Regions from separate parts of the Anser cygnoides genome. Here region 1 is linked to region 2. The links are chromatin contacts, called in public Hi-C maps. All regions are on one chromosome and are shown on one strand. Each heading gives the region's core, a stretch centred on a gene start, on an enhancer-like site or on the middle of the called end of the contact. The rest is flanking DNA. Distances are from core to core; before and after follow the strand shown. Region 1 overlaps WRN (WRN RecQ like helicase). Region 2 holds the start of PPP2CB (protein phosphatase 2 catalytic subunit beta).

What was found. Hi-C and Micro-C count contacts between places; a contact is called where the count stands out from the background.
Region 1: a contact with region 2 is called in a Hi-C map of liver, with 14 times the contacts expected there. The contact joins the enhancer-like site here to the promoter of PPP2CB in region 2. A contact is called at or near these places in 2 of 7 Hi-C or Micro-C datasets (both in liver).

What each region holds. Positions count from the first base shown.
Region 1 is chr4:63,704,489-63,707,188 of Taihu_goose_T2T_genome, forward strand. It overlaps WRN (WRN RecQ like helicase), which reads left to right. Exons shown (of 34, transcript XM_066996287.1): 16 at 335-441; 17 at 1,117-1,304; 18 at 2,475-2,652. Among named protein-coding and RNA genes, the nearest start is that of WRN, 21 kb to the left of the region's middle. Within about 2 kb of position 1,318, at least 1 of the 3 cell types and tissues checked has open chromatin away from gene starts, as enhancers often do. A contact at or near this core is called in liver, where this site is marked.
Region 2 is chr4:63,649,320-63,652,019 of Taihu_goose_T2T_genome, forward strand. PPP2CB (protein phosphatase 2 catalytic subunit beta) reads right to left here and starts at 1,362. Exons shown (of 7, transcript XM_048049715.2): 1 at 1,144-1,362. The coding sequence starts at 1,245.

The DNA of each region.
Region 1 (2,700 bases), core at 68-2,567, 55 kb after region 2:
GGGAGTAAAAAAGGGCATAACCATCAGTAATAGCTTAAGAATTTACCCCCTTGTAGGAGATGTGTTGGAGACTTGAAGCTTGGATAAGGAAGGAGAAGCGTGTGGGGGGGAATCTGTTAGAGCTGTTTCATCTACTTTGTACAAAAAGCAAGCCTATATAAAAATTGGTTTGGCGAGTCCTTACAGCAGAAGACATCCCAGAAACAAGAATGAAAGCACACCGGTGCTTTTTGAGGAAATTGAACAGAATATGGTGTTAGTATTTTGTAACTTCCCATGTTGGTTTATTTGCCATGTAAGTATTGCGTCCATGCTGTGGTTCTGTCCCCACCAGGTATTGCCCTTATAGCTGTTGACGAAGCTCACTGCATTTCTGAATGGGGCCACGACTTCAGAAATTCCTTCAGAACCTTAGGCTCACTAAAGAAGGCTCTGCCAACGGTAAGGTTTTCGGAGGTGCTTAATTACAACTTAATTTCACACAGTAGCTTGACATTTCATCGCTTGATGTTACTCTTTGGGAGTACTTACCGTGCTGTTTTTGGGAGCTTGTGCAAGTCCTTGCTAGTGAATGAACTTCATTGTGGTTTTGATCTTTTTTCCAAATCTTTAAAGAGAGGATATTCCGAACCTGGACTGCCAAAACTTCTGAAAAATAATTACTTTTGTTGGATCCCTGTGTGCTGAAAGGTGTCGATCCTAAGCTCCTGGTTTACTTGCAAGGACAAACAGTTATAACTTCCAAATGCATTCCGGAAGCATTTATTGCATAAACTCCAAAACTTAGACCTGAACTTCAGATCCTATTCTTGAAAATTTTCCCTACGTGTTCCCTAACCTTAGCCAACCACATCAGAAAATAGCTGCAGACTCACAAAGATGCAACTAAAGACAGGAATTAAGAAGTCTCTGTACATTAAATGTTCTGTCGATGGTCTACACCGTTAAGGAGGGTAGACAGAGCTCCAGGAGGCTAAATATTAACTGCTTTCCAAATAGCTGAGCTGATCCAATGAACATAATCAGACTAAAGTGCCTGTTTACATGCTAATCAGTTTTGACTTGTGATCTTAAATCATTGAGAGGTATTGGACTTCTGTTGTCTTTTTATTTCAGGTTCCCATTGTTGCTTTAACTGCCACTGCAAGTCCCTCAATTAGAGAAGACATAGTGAATTGCCTGAACCTGAAGAATCCCCTGGTCACATGTACAAGCTTTGACAGACCGAACCTGTACTTAGAAGTTGGACGACAGAGTGGAAATATCCTTAGGGATTTGAAGCAGTTCCTTACTAGGAAAGGAAGGTAAGGATTTAAGCCTGTTTTGTGTTGTTCTGTCAGATATAAATCTATTAAGTACTAAGGTATCAGTAGGGTGTACAAAAAAACTGGTACCAGTCTTCAAATGATCTGGTGAGGAAGTGTCTGGGCTCTCTCCCTAGCTTGTCTGATATCACGCTAGTCATTCATCACGTTCTCCCCCTTGTCCCTCATCTTCCTTCCCTAGTTTAAAAAAGGTTTGAGGCAAAGAATGGTGGTGTCCCACTGTTTGCATGTTGCTGACTGTAGGATTTTTGACTGTAGGATTTTCAAGATCGTTTTATGCTCAGGAGACCTGCCAGCACACTAGCGCAGTTAGAATGAGAGTGGTATATTAGCTGGTGGTTTCCTACCTAAACAACAGTGTCCATAATACGTGAGTTGATAACTAATATAAAATAAGATTTTTGTGGTATTTTTTTCTGAGGAGGCTAATCTAGCAGAAGAAGAATTGCAGTCTTTCTCTGTTAGCAGACCCACCAGTATACCCACAAGAGTGGGTTTCCTGCCACTTCCGTCTCCTTGTCACAAGTTACAATGTCTGATTCTACAACAATATAAATAAATCTCATAGCTCATTTGTATGTTGTTATATAAATGTAGACCCTTTAAGTAGCATCTGTAGAAGTTCGTTTCCCGATGACTTTTGGGAACCTGGAAGGCCTTATGCTGCTACTTCTCCAGCACAGACCAAAATAATCTCTTTTGCAAGAGACACAAGACTTCCAAGTCTGCTTTTCCAAAGGACAGACAACTTGAAGTACTGCGTTTTTGTAAAAGGGTCGAAATGCCTCCTCTTTCTTGCTTTGCAAAGAGCTCATTGGCAAACTCTTCGCGTGCTGTGAAGTCTGGAGATCAGTCTCAAGCACAGAAAGCTGTGTGCAGCCTAGGAGCACAAATATGTTTGATACAATGGCTCTGTGGGAAGATGCTAAGCTGGCTTTAATCTGCGTTACTTCAGTATATAGTGATGACATTTCGTTCTAATTGTGATATTATCTCTGCATAACAACGTATAATCTGATCTGTTTAAATCTTCAGAATGATGAATTGCTGCAGAAAGCTACGTTGCTTTTTCAATTAGAGTGAAGCGGAGTTTTTGCCAAAGGGTCACTTCATCTGTTCTGCATTTTAACATGTTGCTATCACTTTTAGCAGTTCTGAGTATGAGTTTGAAGGCCCTACCATCATCTACTGCCCTTCAAAAAAGGCCACAGAAAAAGTTGTGTCTGAACTGACTAAACTCAATGTGCTTTGTGGTGCGTACCACGCTGGAATGGGAATTCAAAAAAGGAGAGAGACCCACCACCAGTTCATGCGGGATGAAATACAGGTACCTAGGAAACTAAGTTCATGTTTTCTTATTTATAATTGCAGGGTT
Region 2 (2,700 bases), core at 112-2,611:
CACAAGTCCCTCAGAGCTGACACAGCTCTGCAAGCAGAGAAAAAGCCTTTAAAGCAAATGGACAGTCCCAGCATGGGTAAAAAAAAACAAAAAAGGGAACAGGATAAAGGAAACAGAGATTGGAAGGCCCAGCTAGGAAGTCAGGACTGCTGGCAAAAGCATTTGCCAGGAAGCCACAGCCTGGAGTCCTAGAGCATCTCCCTGCCTGTGACATCCAAACAGCTCCCACCTTTCCAAAGAGTACCCCTGGCACGTTACGGGGTGGCCGTGTGGACCCTTTCTGCTGTTCAAAGACCTGAGAAAAGGAAATACCTGCGTCTTCTGAAAGCTGGCATCAAGGTGTTCAGTCACTGGCCAAAACGCATTGCCAAGAAGGAGCATCAGAAAAGATGATTTGCTTCTGAGAAAACCGAGCAAGATGCACAAGTAACAGCATGACAACGCCAACCTCGCCATAAGCGACGTGATGCTAAAGGGAACGCTGAGCTAACTGCTCTACCTCCTGTGCCTGACAGCTATTAGCTGGTCTGGGAAAGGAAGCAAAGAGGTTCTCTGGACTGTCTGGTGCGTGGCAGTGGTCTCTGTTGGTTGCTGAGATAGGAAGCAAACAGAAAGGACAATCTTTGCTACCATATTGTGAAGAAGCCTACTTCAATTCTTCAGTCTTGATCTAAGTCCAAAGAAAACCCTAACTTTGTCATAGATTGCAGAACTGAGGGAGCATTCACACACAGGCATTTAACTTATAAAGAAAAATCCATCATGACTTGCCTCCTGACAGGCAAAAAAGGCTCTTTAACAGCGTGCACCGAACGCACCCAACCAGCGATCCGCCAAAGGCCTGTCCCAACCAGAACCACGTCCTTCTCCCAGCCGTTCCCTGCTCTTTACCCCTCCAGCAGCGTGCAAGCCCGGTCAGGTCAGCAGCACGACTTCCCCACCACCCCGGCCCTGCTCGGCCCCTCGTCAGGTGCCCGCAGCCCTCCTCCCGGCGTCGGGGGATTCAGGGCCGCCGTCTCAGCGCGCCTCGCTCCCCTTCCCCCCCCCCACGCCCCCATTTTCGGCCCCTTTGGCCTCAGCTGCTCCCTCCCTCCCGCCCGCCCCAACCTCCAGCCGCCCCCGCCGCAGCCCTGCCCCGCTCACCTCCTCGCAGAGGCTGCGGACCTGGCTCTCGCTCAGCTGCCGGCACTCGTTGAGCTGCTCGATCCACTGGTCCAGCTCCTTGGTGAACCCCTTCTCCTCCATGGCGGCGGCGCTGCCCGCCGGGGGCCGGGGCCGCGGCCTGCTCGGCTCCCCGTAATGGCGGCCCCCCCGGCGCTGCGCACTTCCGGCCCGCCGCCCCCTAATGGCGCCGCCCCGGCATAGCACCGCCCTGTCATGGTGGCCGCCCCGTCATGGTGGCTGTTCGCATGGTGAGAGGCCCGAGCGGGGAGCCCCCGGCGCTGAGCACGGCCTGTCGCACGCTGGTCCGTGCTCCCCGAAGAACAGCGACATCGTCGTGAGGGCTTCGTCCCTATGCCGGGTGCCTGAGGAGCACGGCAGGCGCCGTCACGCTGTCACAAAACCTTGGTGGCATGTGGGGGTGTAATAAAAGCTTTCTGTAATCCTGTCACTGTGCCCGCGTTATTAATCTGCCTCACCATGCTCCTCTGAAATGTTGTGGAGTAGCGCATTAAGCCTACCATCTGTAGGCTGTCCCCAGTAAGGATTTAACCACATCATGTATGCTACAGCATCCATATGTTGCATCATACTATACGAGGGCATTTAAAATTAGCATGCATGTGCAATGATGTACCTAAAAGTCTTCTCCCAACATCTGCCTGCAGGCTGGCGCTTTATCCATCTCATAGCCAGCTCTAAATCACTACCAAAGTGTGAATATTTCTATGTACTGCAGCATACCAAAATCCTTCCCGGATCTTCTGTGTCTTTTAGGCACGAGTTTCTGCGTTTTCATCCTGCCTAACAATGCTGATACATAATTTCCTCCATTCCCACAGGGTAAAACGACCAGGCTTGCTAGACTTCTCTTTCCCTGAGGTGAATTTGGAAATCAAAGGGTTCAAAACATCTTGTACCTTTAGTGAACTTTCCAACCTAAAACACATTTAGCAAAGTAAAAGGGAGCAATATATAAAAAATATTATTTTTTAATTACTCTTAAAGATCCTTTGCCATTTCCGTATCCACAAAAGACACCTTCCGGGAGCTGTTCACATCACCCATTTAGAGCAAAGAGCTTTTAGCTTGGAAAACCCAGCCAAGAGACTGTTTGGGGACTTATTCTCCATCTCGACGGGTTCACTCTGCACAGAAATGGAAATCTCAGTGTGGTATGAAGGTACACACTGACACGCTGGTAGCTGGGTATCCTCTTTGCCCTGAGCCAATGCCAAGAAATGACAAAGAGAAAAACTCTGTAATTTTGTAAGTATTTGAGGCCTAACGTTAAGCTCTGTGCTCTTAATCCTGCAGTTATTTCAAAGCAACCTTACAGAACTCAGGTTCCCTGATTTTCCAATTTTCATACACTTGGGTGTTTTGCTTGGTCATGTCTTTTCAGAAGGTTATTTTTAACAGGATTGCCCGCATCTGTGGCACTGCAGAGAACTTGGCAGTCCTGTGATGAAGTTTCAAACCATCAGCCTGGAAGTGGGCTCCTGGGCTGCTGGACCACGACACTTTCCATCTGAGAGC